Linked DNA regions of Mus musculus: region 2 is linked to region 1. Evidence: chromatin contacts called from public promoter capture Hi-C data. All regions are on one chromosome and are shown on one strand. Each heading gives the region's core, a stretch centred on a gene start, on an enhancer-like site or on the middle of the called end of the contact. The rest is flanking DNA. Distances are from core to core; before and after follow the strand shown. Region 1 overlaps Als2cl (ALS2 C-terminal like). Region 2 holds the start of Rtp3 (receptor transporter protein 3).

Region 1 (6,783 bases), core at 4,098-6,597:
GAGGCCTCTGGCAACTGCTTCCCCCTCTGCACAACTCAAGCAGAAAGATGTATCTAGTGCACGGTGCCCCACCTCCCGCTCCTGGGTGGCTCCCAGGACCAAGGTCATATGTCACCATGTTGCATACATGGTCAACACACCATGCTTGGTGGATAGTGTATGCAACCAGTGCTTTCCTAAGAAGCATTGTTACCCAGAGGGAGGCCCCAGGCACAAAGGCCTTGCCAGGTACCTGGTCTCCATGTTCTCCTCCTCCAGGGTCTGGCCCTGGCGCTGCAAGGCAACCTTCAGTAGACCCCTGCAAGACGATGAGAGGGGCGTGATGTGGCTGCTGCCCACTGAAACAGGACCCCATCCTCCCAGCTTCCAAAAGTGAGGGCAGGTGGTCCCATCTCCCAAAACTGGCTGGCTAGATCTGCATTGAATGCTTGCAGAGTCTAGCTTCTCCTGCCACTGGGGGGTCCAAGGCTGGAGCTATGGTTGAGTGTTGGGTGGTCCTGGCACTCTGGTGGCAGCTGAAGCTCCTATCTGTAATATTTATGGGATCTAACTTCTACCTGGGAAAGGATAGACGGAGCTTGAAATTGAGGGTCACACTCAGCCCAAAGCAAAGGTAGGGTTTCTATAGGGTCAGGAGTGTGCCAGGGACCAAACAGGGGTTGGCCCCTGGCCAGGAGCTATCGGAAGCTCTTGCTGTCATCTCTGATACCTCTGGCCACCGTTGGCACACTGACCAAGCTCTGATCCTGTACCAAACAAGACTTGAGTCAGAGGCATCGGACAGAGCCAAGCCTTGGAAAGGGCTATCCTGGGCCAGTCCCTAGGCTGTGGTCATCAGCCTGTGACATCACAGGCTCACCTGTAGGCAGCCCAAAGCTCCCGGGCATGCTGCTTCACCTCCTCCTGGGCCATCTCCTGCAGGTGTTTGTTGGCCCCGATGCCTGAATATGTGGCCTGGAAGGTCAGCATCAGGGTGCGGAGCAGCTGCCCCAGGGGGTGTCGGGAATTGCTCAGAGCCTGGACCCATGAGAGACAAACAGGGATGCTTAGAGCCAGGGTCTGGAGCACAAGAAGCCCAGACCAGCCTCCTCCCGGACAGGTACCGGGAGGCCCTCTGAGAACCAGGAGCTCCAAAGGGAGTTTGCACCATGCTGTGAGATGCAGGAGGCCTCCCAAGCCTGGGCCCTCACCTTCCTGAGGTACTGCTGCAGGGCCTTGGGCTTGCGGTGCTGCAGCAGCTCCTTCAGGGTATCTTCCATGCTGCCCACACAGTCCTCGGGGTGGCTCCTGGAGCACCATGCACAGTGTCCCTCGCCCACCCCTGAGTCAGTAGCCATCCCCCACGCCCCCACCCCTCAGCCCCCCAGGAGAGCTTCCCTAACCCTCTCTGACCAGCAGGGATATCTAGAGGGCCAGGCTCACCTCTCACAACACAGGCACTCCTGGGACTTGCGTAGCTCCCTGGAGCTCTGCGTGTGGAAGCCCAGGAGGGCTTCCTGCTGTTCCCCAGGACAGCCTAAACGCAAGAAGTCCCGGAAGGGGCTGTAGACTCCCTGCCAGCGGCTCTCCACAGGGAAGGTGCCCAGTCCCAGCTGTCTGTGATTGGGAACAGTGAGAGATGCGGAAGATGGAGCCAGAGCTGGCAAACCCTCACTCGCTCGGCGCAGCACTAAGAGGGTTGGTGCGACCAGCCCGGCCCCAGGAATGGGGCAGGATGGAGGATGCAGACAGCTGACCTCCAAGGCGAGTAGAGAAGAAGACAAGACAGAGAGAGGGGCATTATGTTCTGAGATGGAGAAGATGCAGGTACATAGTTCTGCAAAGGGCCTGGAACACTGGAGGCCAAATCCAGATGGTCGGTCTTGCAACAAGACAGACCAGGGCCCGGAAGTGTAGGGTTCCTGTTTTTCCCTGCCCTGCCCTCTCCCGTGGCCTCCCTGGGGTGGATCCTGCCTTGCGAACAGGCTGAGTGAGACCTGACGGTACGTCTCACAAAGAAAACCATATCCCGCTGTCACCGCACAGGGGTCCCACACCTGCACCCCGCCAGGCTGGAGCACACCCCTCCAGGACCACTCTCCTCTCCTAGCTCCTGCTGTCAGAGAGAAGCAGTATGCAGGGACAGCAGGCGGGTAAGTCCTCTGTACCCCTCTCCAACCTCTGAAATGCTACCGGGGACAATTTTCTGTAATCCCCCCTTAGGCACACCTAGAGTCTCAACACGTATGGCAAGAGTTATTCACCTGAGCTGAGTTTTCAAAAGGGGATGTTCTGTTCCTATAGCAAAATAATCTGTCCCATAAACTACTTCTTGAAGTCATGTGATTTTACTTACCAAGTTTCTTTTCTTCTTCTTGGCTACCAGGGAGCTCAGAGCCAGACCAAGGGGTGCTATAACTCTATCTATAACTATGTGCCTATCTTTCTCTTTTAAGATCAACTCACAATCTTTCTAGAAATAAAAGAAAACCTAAAACCAGGGTCAAAGTGAGACTCACAATTCTATTTTTCTTCCAGTGTACGTAAGGCAGCCTATTCACCTAGCCCTAGACTTCAATAGCCTCTGGCTGGAACTTTGGTAATAAGGCCTTCTCTGAGCCCCGAGGCCTTGGGTGGGAAGAGACACAACACACACTGCCAATTAGAATGGGCTCTCACCTCTTGCGTGTGCTGCTTGGGTCAGGTGGGAGGGCAGCCGTGTCCAGCACTCCCTGTGTGTACAGTCCTTTATCTGTCCCACTGCTGAAAGAACCATCCAAGGTAAAACCATTGGGGAAGGTGACCTTGCCCTGAGGACAGAGAGAGGGAGAGAAGAGATGTCTGTGTGCCCAAGCCAGCTGTCCAGGCAAGTGTGCCAATGCTGGGCCTGCTTGGGTGGGTCAGATGGGAACGTCTGACCTAGTGTTCCATCTGTCCATTCAAGGTGCTAGAATATTCTAGAAGTCTCACCCACCTCTGCTGTGAGGCTAAGTAGCTTGGTCCAGGGATCTAGAGGGGGCAATTCCTTGCTGTGGGGAGTTGCTAAATTCATAGCACTCTTAAGCACTCATAATGCACCAGACCCACCTGTCTTCCTTTTTTTTTTTTTTAAGATTTATATTTTAATGTATACGAGTACACTGTAGCTGTCTTCAGAAGCTACCAGAAGAGGGCATTGAATCCCATTCCAGATGGTTGCGAGCCACCGTGTGGTTGCTGGGATTTGAACTCAGGACCTCTGGAAGAGCAGTCAGTGCTCTTAACCGCTGAGCCATCTCTCCAGCCCCTGCCTGTCCTTCTGCATCCAAAATTATCCCCAGATTTCCAAAGGCCCAGCACAAACACAACTATATTTTGCTATGCCAACTCCAGCAGGGACACTGAAAGAATGGTGACCCTAGGGACAGCTAGCTGCCCAAGACTCGGGTGGGGACGGCTCTACCGGAGCACAGCGCAGACACAACCAGACAACCCTCTGGGCAGGAGTCAAATCCTCCAGTCCCTTGTCACCTGGCTCTGTCAAGTCAGTACTGCACGCTGCATGGCAAGGACATGGAGCCCCTGAGACACCACGGAGGTGGGAGGGGCATCCCCTCCAGCTGCCCATCCTCCACCGTCAGCCTTGGCTCTGAACCCTGGACTTAGGAGGTGGGGAGAGAAGTGGACACTCACCTTCCCTAGGAGCGTCAGGTCCCTGGTAAAAGTACCTTCGTACAGAGAGTCGTCCTCGCAGAGCAGGATGCCTGGGCCCTGGGAAGGAAGAGAACAGAGGAGAGGGAGGTGAGACTGGACAGAAAACCAAGGTGGGTGGACACTGACCCACAGGGCCAAGAACCCCCGAGTCCTGGCCCTGCCCTCCCTAGGGCAGAGTTAGATCCCGTGGACCCCACCCCTTGTTTTCTTTAGTTAGCCCTCAGACTTGGTCAGTCCTCCTCAGCAGCCTCTCCAGGAAGCCCCTGAATACTCAGGAAATGCTGGCTTCCTTCCAGCTGTCCCTGTCTCCCTGCTACTGCCCTGGGTCCTCAGGGCCAATCAAGTTCCCTTATGACCTCCGTACGGCACCTGCCAGGAAGCTCCCTCACAAGTTCACGGTCAACTTGTCCCTGAGTCTGTGCTGTGGGCCCAGCCTTGTCTTTCCTTCCCCTTTTCTTTCAGGTCTCCTTTGGTTCTTTCCAGAACAAGGTGGAATCTAAACAAACAAGCTGTAAAACCAGGTACAGCTGCTGCCCAGAGCCCCACTACACATCAAGGCCCTGTCTAGTGGAGAGGCGGGAGGCAAGAGGTGGAGGCCCAGGCTGGGGGGGGCAGGGGCTTGGGTTTGAGCTTAGCCTCAGCCGGATGTGACTGTGATGTTGGGCAGGTCCTCTGATGTGTGCCATCAATAAACGGGTGTCATTCATATGCTAAGGACAATGACATCAATCGCTGGAGTCACTCGAGGACTCCAGAAGATGGTGATGGTTCAGCCAGGGCCAGCGCAGGGTCCATGAGGCCACTGGCTGTCCTGTGGCACACTTGGCTCTTGCGAGCTCATGTGTGTCCCATCAGCATCATTGACTTGAGTTGCAAAAGGGGGAAGGGAGACTAGAAGAAGCCTGGCTTGCGCCAAAGTCAGAGTAGATGGTGGCAGAGCTGGACATCCCTTGTCACCCACCCAGCTTGGCTTTAATTCACCTACAGAGAGTGCCCAGGGCAGGGACTACCACTCACAGCCATCTTGTCCCCTTGGAATGTGCCCTGATAGCAGACGCCTGCCTGGGTGACCACGACCCCAGGGCCATGACGCTGGTCAGCCTGCCACATGCCAATGTAGCGCTCGCCCCTAAGAGAAGAGGGAGTGTGAGAGAGGAGGGTCAGAATGGTTCCCTTGCGCCTTCTGGATGCTCTGCTGGCAGGGGGGTGTGGGGGAGACAGATGGTGCTAGAAAACAAACCCCAAAGAAAACAGAAGATGGCAGAGAAGGGGCAGGCATGCTGGGTGGAGCCCCCTAGAGGTAGCAGGAAGCATTGACGGAGGGAGGTGCCATGGAGACAGGTGTCCAGGACAGAACAAGATAAAAAAGCTGAAGGGGCGCACAGAGGTCAGAGAGGGACTGCAGCTTGAGCCAGCTGGACTTCTGGCTTCTCTGTACCAGCACTCACCTGTCCCTGTCCTCCTCGATGCCGTAGCCACTCCTCTGGCCTCTCTCCCAGTGGCCCGTGTACCTGAAGGGCTGGGGAGCCTGTGGGGCACTCTCGAGGATGCCAAACCCGTGCCGCAGACCGGCCTGAAAATAGCCCTTGTACACCTCGTCAGTGCCATACCTGCAAAGACGCGCCTCCTGGAGCTAAGTCCAGAGGCCACTCCCCAGCCCCGCCCCCGGCCCCGGCCCCGCCCCCGGCCGCCACCCACCTTCCCCCTGCAGGCCAAAGGTCACTTACTCACAGATGCCGTACTCACACATCCTGCCTTCCCGCCAGTGGCACTTGTAACAGTCAAACTTGTCCTCAGAGGCCTGGGGCACCAGGCAGATGCCAAAGCTGACCATGTGGTTGGGTGGGGTTGGAAGTGAATATCCAGGCCACTTGCCTGATCAGGTGCCCCTGTCACGTCCCTCCATTCTACCCAGTTGTCCTTGTCTCCAAGGAGTCCCCCAGTAGATCTCAGAGTCCCCTGTTCCCTTACAAAGGTCCTCGGGACACCCCTCCCACCATGGGAAGGAAGGTTCCCCTTCTGCGTCTATGTGGTGAGAGGACTGGGCCATCTGACCACTCCTGTGCAAGGCTTGGGAATTTGGGGCAGCCACTGGCTGCCTCACATGCCCGTACCCACACCCGCCCAGGCAGCCTTACCCATGCTCCAAGCCCTGGTAAAAAGTCCCCACGTGGTTCCGCCCATCTGGCCACTTCAGGGTTCCCCTGGAACACAGGAGGCACACAGCATCAGGCCACTGGACCCCAGCCCCAGACAGCTACATGCCCAGAGCCCACAAAGTCCCTCCCTTCCTCTACTCTAACTTCTTCCAACTAGACTTTCTGTTCACCCAGTCCTCACATGCTGCTGAGATACCTCACAGAAAGTAGCCCCATCTCCTGGCACAGCTGTCCAAGCAGTCTTGTGGGGCGCTGGGGTACCCCTGACAACTTCCATGGGGAGAGCCCTGGCAGTACTGACATTCTCCTTTCCCCTCGAACCACGGGAGTTGCAGAAGGCAACACCAAGCTTTAGGAGACTGACTCCCAGTCAATGGGATTTCTAGCGAGCTCCTTCTTTCTGACGATGCACGTGCCGGAAGTGCTCAGCCCGCAGCAATGGTGACTCACTTGCCATGGGGCTTAGCTCGACACCACTCGCCATCATAGGTAGCCTGGCAGAGCCGCCCCTCTCGGCGGAAGGTATAGGCCACACAGCGACATTCAGGAGGCACAGACGTCTCCCGGCCTGATCCCAGCACAGGGAAGTCCTTCTTGCCACAGAGGGCCTGGCACACAGCCTGGGTCACCTTCCACTGCCAGACAACCTGGCGGGGACGGGAAGGCAGGGGACATGTCATCGCTGCTGCAGGTATGCCCTAAAGAGGCCTCCCAGGGCACCGAGTCCCATCTCCTCAATGCTGTCCTCAGGCACACTACCCTCCTAAGATACGGCAGCAGACCTGAGATCCTTTGAGCAGCCCAGGGACTACACTCCAGAGGCCTGTGCAAGGGTGGGAGCCGGCCTCCACTCCAATCTAATGATGGAAAAATTCCCACTCCTCCAACATTGGGCTGATACCCAAGCCAGGCACGCCCCCAATCCATTTCTGGGCCTGTAGGGTCGGCACTC
Region 2 (7,325 bases), core at 1,408-3,907, 99 kb before region 1:
GTGCCTGACGCCCATACTAGGAAAGGGTTCTCAACCCTTGCAGTGGGAGTCCAGCCACTCCTTTCTATGTTCCCGCCCAAGTGTACCCAGTTCTTCCCCAGTTTTACACAATCACAGGGGTATCATAGTATATAGGAGATGGAAAGTTAACCAAAAAGGAGGCTCCACCTATATAGCGATGGAGAAGTTGTGACTTAGCCATTGTGGAGTTTCCCAGGCTGCTATTAACAATTCCTCAGCCATGTTCCCATAAGTGATCCCCATAAACTCAGGCTAGACTCAGGGCAGAGGGTTACTTTGGTCTGTGGTTGTTGCCCTACCTGGAGTGACTAGACATCGGCTCATTTTCCCAGGAGAGGCTAATGCAAGCCTAAAGATGCTCCTGCTGTGCTCTGTAGCTACACTTTGCTGTTCCGTGTCCCTGGGCACGCTGTGTAGGCTCGCCTGGCATCCTTCTCCAGGTCAGGTTGTGAGTGACATGCAGTTTGGCCTTTCACCTGTCTTCTTGCTGCTATGCTATGTCCTGGTAGCCACAGAAACTCTAAATCTTGCAAAGAAGGTCTCTTCTCTTCTCTCGGGTCCTTAATTACATCTGAAAACACTCAAGTTTTCCACACACATTCACAAGTAGATACCTCATTTGGGATGTCACAATTCAACCCACTTGGGAAAGGTCCACAAGTCCTAACCATGGGCTCAGAGGTCTGAGCTGATAAGAGAGAACCTTGGATGTTGGTCTTGGGGACCCGCAGGGTATAGGATTGCTGGCTAACTAAGTTAAGGCTTTAGTAACATTCTAAACAAAAATTGGAGAGAGGGGGCTGGAGAGATGGCTCAGCAGGTAAAGAGCACTGACTGCTCTTCTGAAGGTCCTGAGTTCAATTCCCAGCAACCACATGGTGGCTCACAGCCATCTGTAATGGGATCTGATGCACTCTTCTGGTGTGTCTGAAGACAGTGTACTCACATATATAAAATAAATAAATCTTAAAAAAAAAAAAAAAAAAGAAAGAAAGAAAGAAAAGAAATTCTTAAAAAAAAAAATTGGAGAGAGGCAAAGATTTAGTTTCACTACCAACTTAGCTCTCCTGTATAATGCAGGAGAGGAGGCAAGCCACCACGAGGTGAGCAAAGGAAGGCATAGTTAATTCCTGCTGCACATGGAGGCCCTAACTGTTGTCTTGAACACAGAGCCGTTTCTCCTAAGGGGACTACGTGAGGGTCTAGCAGTCCTCTGCTTGTGCTTCAGTCACCTGACCAGTACAAGCTCAGTGACATCCCTGTGACTAGGCATTCACCCTTTTCCCCAGGAGAGGCTAATGCAAGCCTAGCTTTAAACCTTTGTTTAAAGCTGACCCAGTTTATGTTCAGTTGTTGACTTATCAACAGTGAGTCCACAGCCGGCACCACAACTAGGAACAAACTCCCCTAACATTTGTACTTTCCATATTAGAAACACAGTAGCCTCCTTTCTCTCGGAAATATGTCAGCACCAGCCCTAGGGACTGTCTTACACAGTGAGACCTCTAGGAAAGACCCCAAACATGTGAGGAGCATAGCACCATTGACCATAAATAGAGAACTCCTATTTATCGAAAGCCGGAATAAGCAACTGGGGGTTGGGGGTGGGGGAGAGAAGGATACCCCATAGTGAAAAGCTGAAAAGGGGGAGAGCCAAAAAATAGAAACTGAACTACCTTCCCAAATGATGTAGTTAATTTATAACTGAGCAAATAACATTGAGAAACTAAATGAAAGCAGGGAGAAAAGACCATGGTGTGAGTCTGGCCATAAAGCTGTGATGTAGGGCAGAGGCGGTCGGGAGAAGCCTGGAGAAACTCAGTTTCCAAACCACAGGAAGCCCCTCCCCCCTGGTTTCCTTCTTTTCTTCCAGGCTGCGGAGCGTCCAGTTTGGGAAGCAGCCAGGGCAATCAGTTGATAGGAAGACCCACCCTATCTGTGGATGGAATCTCGGGGTGTAGACACTCCCAATCTTGTCTGCCTTAAATAGAGTACTGCCTGATCCAACTGTGCTCCTCTCTGCCTTCCTCGGTTTAGGGTGATAGTGAGCCAACCTTCTTGTGGAGGAAGGCAATGGGTTCCTGTTGGTCTTGGACCAGCAGCCTTCCACTCATCTAGGGACACATCACCTAATCTCCCAGGCAAACACTGGCTGCACCAGCTTCGATTTCTGGTAAGTGGAAAATTTGGTTGGGCCGGAGACCTCCGGGGTCAGGCTGTGGTTGGTGGGCGCGGGGAACAGCTGGATGTCTACAGATCACCCACCATCCTCCTGAGATACTAGGTGTGACTGAGGACTTCCCAGAGTGTGGGACTCCCAGGGAGGCCTCTTTTGCCTCAAGTAGGAGCTCAGCAGCACAAAAGATGAAGATTTCCAAATGTTAAAACCAGAAAAGGCAAGAGTAGCCTCCAGCCCTTTCAGAGACTCTGCCAGAGGCCGCTCATCCCTGCTTTGGACTCCAGAACTTTCTCCCTCACTAGTGTATTGAGACCTTAAAAACCAAAGCTTGGAGTTTTGTGATTTCTTGTGGTTGTCCACTGCTGTCCTCTGAACTTGGGAACAGACTCAACTGACCTTTGTCCCTGGGACAGAAGGATCTGAACTACAGTCCCAATTCAGGTCCTCAGAGGGACTGCCAGCCTGAAGCCTTGCTGTCTGAGTGAACAATTCCCCTCTTGCCACAGATCTTTCTGGACCCAGAAGACCCTGCCCCAGCCTGGACCCAGCACTGTAGCCATGATGGAAGAAGACATAGGAGACACAGAGCAATGGCGACATGTGTTCCAGGAGCTAATGCAAGAGGTGAAACCCTGGCACAAATGGACCCTCATACCAGACAAGAACCTTCTTCCCAACGTTTTGAAGCCAGGATGGACGCAATACCAGCAAAAGACCTTTGCTAGGTAAGGGAGGTACCCATGCTAGAAGATTCTTGCTTATTTCTGACTGGTTTCTCTTCTCAGCTGTCCATGCTTGCACACTGAAGGACACAGGAAGGAATTCCAGCTTCATTAGGGACTGGGATTTCCCCTCCCCCATGACTGTGACCTTAAAACGGTGACAGAATCCAGGCTAGGATGAGACACTGTGGAAAAAGGAGGGAAGAATGGGGGCCTCATTTACTCAAGGGGAGGCCAGCCAACGTTTTACACTTTCTTTTCCAGGAGAGAAAGAGGGTGCCCCAAGGCCCAGGGATAGAGGTAGGAGAACATAGAGGTTAGAGACTCGGGATCTGTCACACCTGCTGCTGTCTGTGAGGGGACTGGACCATTCTCAGCCAAGAGATGTCTTGGGAGACTCCAGAACAAAGCCTCAGTTGGCTTATTTGAGAACTTGGGACTCAGGACTGGCACACAGCGGAACTGGAGTGCTGAGACCAGGCCCCATCTGTGGTTGGCTGCTGGGGACAGCTCAAGCCTGTATGAAAAACTGAGTGAGGGTAACTCTCAATTAGTGCTTTTCATGGGGCTCAGAGCTAGCTTGTCAGCATCTCCTCTCAGTTTATTGCCACATTTGCCCTAAGATGGCAGCCTAGGATCAAAACATAGTAAAAAAAAAAAGAGGGGGGAGGGGGGCTGGAGAGATGGCTCAGTGGTTAAGGGCACTGACTGCTCTTCCAAAGGTCCTGAGTTCAAATCCCAGCAACCTCATGGTGGCTCAAAACCATCTGTAATGAGATCTGATGCCCTCTTCTGGATAACAGCTACAGTATACTTACATGTAATAAATAAATAAGATAAATAAGTAAATAAATAAAAAAAAAGGGCCCTGGGACTGTAGCTCAATGGTACCTTTACTTAACATGTGCGAGGTCCTAGGTTCTGTGCCTAGAACTAGCCTGGGAGCTAGTCTGCCCAACCTCCTCCAATTCCTCATCTCAGACTGCAGATGCCCCTGTCTCAAGCAAAGTTAGGATCCACTGCTAAAAAAAAAAAATCCCAGGATTTAGCTAAACAATGGCTCCCAAGGTCACCTAAGCAAAGAAAGAGAAATCTCATAGCCTTGGGAAGATCTCACTGCTGCTCAAGTCTCATTGGCCAGCAGGTCCCGTGACCACAACATCACTGAACCGAGAGGGAGTTCATGAACTATTTGATGTGCAATAAATGTCTACGCCACACTGCAGTGTTCTGGCTTTGCACAACTCCTGTTCTAGCAAGCACAGGCTTCTTCCAGTCTTTCTTCACTGTTTCCAATAGGTATCAGAAAAAAAAACAAAAACAAAAACAAAACCCTGCCCTCCTGAGACAGGGTGTCATCCTGCACCTTGTTGAAGGCAAGCATTCAGAAATAATGTAAAATTCTCTGGTGCATGTAAGAAAAAGAATGAGTTGGGGGAGGGGAACCCACACAAGAAGAGAGAGCTGGAAGCCATGATCTCTGGGGATCCTACAGATCATGGAAGCCCTACCCCCCACCCCACCCCACAGCCCCAACCCCTATACCCCACACCTCAACCCCACCCCCACCCCCACCCCTACCCCACACCTCAACCCCACCCCCACCCCCACCCCCAAGACAAACAAAAGCAGGCAAACTGTCTCTGTAGGCAGGAGATTGCAACTCTCTCCCGGTCTGTCAGTTACCCTGCACCCATTTCTATCCACTTGTTGATTTTTAGCACAGGGGGCTATATAGATTATATATATAATATATAGTATTGGGGGCTGTTGCATGCATAGCCTTGAATACATTTACCTCAGTATCTGAAGAAACAGTGGCTTGGGGCTCAGTGACCAGAGCCCCAGTCCTAACTCTTAATCCCCAAGTCCTGGGCATGATGCGTTCCCAGTGTGTACTTTGACTCTGAAATGCACACACTGGGCTTAGCAAATGCCCTAGGTTCCTTCTGAGTCCGATGGTTTGTGTGCTGTTTGCACAGTAGGTACCTGGTGATGGTCCCAGGGCATGTTGGTGATACAGTGGAGATGAGAAAGAGGGGTCATTTGCTTCTCTCACCGTTCGTGAGAAACTCCTTCTCCCTCTGGCACCTGCCCACAGCTCAGCTGAAACTCTGGCCCTCTCCTCTACAGGTTCCACTGTCCTTCCTGCTCTCGAAGTTGGGCATCTGGCCGAGTTCTGATAGTCTTCCACATGCGGTGGTGTGAGAAGAAGGCCAAGGGGTGGGTGAAGATGAGGGTGTTTGCTCAGAGATGTAATCAGTGCCCCGAGCCTCCATTTGCAACTCCAGAAGTCACTTGGGACAACATCTCAAGGATCTTGAACAACCTGCTCTTCCAAATTCTGAAGAAGTGCTATAAAGAAGGATTTAAGCAAATGGGTGAGATTCCTTTGCTAGGGAACACCAGTCTCGAAGGGCCACATGACAGCAGCAACTGTGAGGCCTGTCTCCTGGGCTTTTGTGCTCAGAATGACTTAGGCCAAGCCTCAAAACCACCAGCACCCCCATTATCTCCTACCTCCTCGAAGTCAGCCAGGGAGCCCAAGGTCACTGTCACCTGTAGCAACATTTCCTCCTCACGGCCCTCCTCTAAAGTACAGATGCCCCAAGCATCAAAAGTGAACCCCCAAGCCAGTAACCCTACCAAAAATGACCCCAAAGTTAGCTGCACCTCAAAACCACCAGCACCCCCATTATCTCCTACCTCCTTAAAGTCAGCCAGGGAGCCTAAGGTCACTGTCACCTGTAGCAACATTTCCTCCTCGCGGCCCTCCTCTAAAGTACAGATGCCCCAAGCATCAAAAGTGAACCCCCAAGCCAGTAACCCTACCAAAAATGACCCCAAAGTTAGCTGCACCTCAAAACCACCAGCACCCCCATTATCTCCTACCTCCTTAAAGTCAGCCAGGGAGCCTAAGGTCACTGTCACCTGTAGCAACATTTCCTCCTCGCGGCCCTCCTCTAAAGTACAGATGCCCCAAGCATCAAAAGTGAACCCCCAAACCAGTAATCCTACCAAAAATGACCCCAAGATTAGCTGTACCTCAAAACCATCAACTACTCCAAGACTGACAATACAACAGCTGTCAGTAGTAAGCCCACCTGCCCCTGCCCCTACATGTGTCATTCAAATGCCTTCTCCCACTCCCATCGACGGCAGCAGAGCAGCAGATGTAGCAAAGGAGAACACCAGATCCAAGACCCCAAAGGCATTGCTCTCATCCCCTTTATACGTCCCACCCACTTCCTCCTATGTCCCACCCACTTCCTCCTATGTCCCACCCACTTCCTCCTATGTCCCGCCCACTTCCTCTTATGTCCCACCCACTTCCTCCTCAGTTATTGTGCCCATTTCCTCCTCGTGGAGACTACCAGAAAACACTATTTGCCAAGTAGAGAGAAACAGTCATATCCACCCGCAAAGCCAGTCTTCCTGCTGTGGGGCCTGCTGCGAGTCCTGGTGTGAGATCTTCAGGTACTCATGCTGTGAGGCCGCCTGTAATTGCATGTCACAGAGTCCACTGTGTTGCTTGGCCTTTCTAATCTTGTTCTTATTGCTGTGGTATTTATTATAAAATACAATATATGAGCCTTGAAAACAAAAACCAAAAGCTCTTGAGTGGGTAAACAAAAAGAATTACAACTTCCCCAAAAAGTCACACATTGCGTAATCCCCTTTATGTGAAAGGTCAATAAAATCAGTAGAGTCCAGAGGTGGCTACCAGGACTGGAGCAAGGGGAAAGTATAAAAGCCACGGTTTAAGCAATGTGACCTTTGTGGAGAAGAGCAATGAAGATATTTGGGGATTTGGTGGAAATGGTAGCAGCTTCTCATTAAAAGCCGCTGAGTTTTCTATCTTCAGATGGTTAGTCTCCTCAGACTGGAGAGACGGCTCAGCGGTTAAGAGCACCAGGTGTGTTGGGAGCCATTAAGACAACACAGTTGTCCTGATCTCTGAATTGGGCCTTTCTCCCCACCCCCCGAGAAGAAAAGGGGGTCAAAAGCGGGCCACCGACACACTGATTCTGAGAACAACCACAGAATGTTCCAGCCCTAAGTCATCGCCGATGTCCTGACCACACCCTAATACCACCAAGTTCCTGCTTCCCTGTGTAGCAGCCAAAAGAAAAAATTTCTATTGCCCCCCCTCCCACTGATAAGTATCTGTACTTCCCCTTTTGCTTGTGCATTTAAACCTTGGGCCTGGCTAATACATTGGGGCCTTGATGCAACTCAGAACGTTTCCTTGTCGTTATTCGCACAAGGTTCTCGTCTCTCTTTTCCCCCCATTTGGTTCTTAGGAGAAGGTCCCCTCGAGACCCTCGAATAACTGGACCTGCTGGACAGGTCACAGGTGCTGCTCCAGAAATCCTGAGTTCAATTCCCCACAACTACATGGT

What was found. Promoter capture Hi-C pulls out the DNA fragments that hold promoters and counts their contacts.
Region 2: a contact with region 1 is called in a promoter capture Hi-C map of liver. The contact joins the promoter of Rtp3 here to the enhancer-like site in region 1. A contact is called at or near these places in 2 of 39 promoter capture datasets (embryonic stem cells and liver), 1 of 484 Hi-C or Micro-C datasets (liver), 1 of 115 datasets of contacts at active chromatin or transcription factors (embryonic stem cells) and 3 of 9 other capture datasets (adipose tissue, liver and pancreatic islet).

The regions. Positions count from the first base shown.
Region 1 is chr9:110,888,800-110,895,582 of GRCm38.p6, reverse strand. Als2cl (ALS2 C-terminal like) reads right to left here. Exons shown (of 27, transcript NM_001146059.1): 11 at 6,282-6,478; 12 at 5,811-5,876; 13 at 5,400-5,498; 14 at 5,121-5,282; 15 at 4,690-4,801; 16 at 3,652-3,729; 17 at 2,659-2,789; 18 at 1,423-1,596; 19 at 1,191-1,287; 20 at 860-1,017; 21 at 233-298. Among named protein-coding and RNA genes, the nearest start is that of Als2cl, 12 kb to the right of the region's middle. Within about 2 kb of position 5,347, at least 48 of the 459 cell types and tissues checked have an H3K27ac peak or open chromatin away from gene starts, as enhancers often do. A contact at or near this core is called in liver, where this site is marked.
Region 2 is chr9:110,985,045-110,992,369 of GRCm38.p6, reverse strand. Rtp3 (receptor transporter protein 3) reads left to right here and starts at 2,657. Exons shown (of 3, transcript NM_153100.2): 1 at 2,657-2,925; 2 at 5,056-5,656; 3 at 5,843-7,325. The coding sequence starts at 2,759. The coding sequence ends at 6,499. It overlaps Gm10030 (predicted gene 10030), which reads right to left and starts at 2,871. Exons shown (of 7, transcript NR_152179.1): 1 at 321-2,871.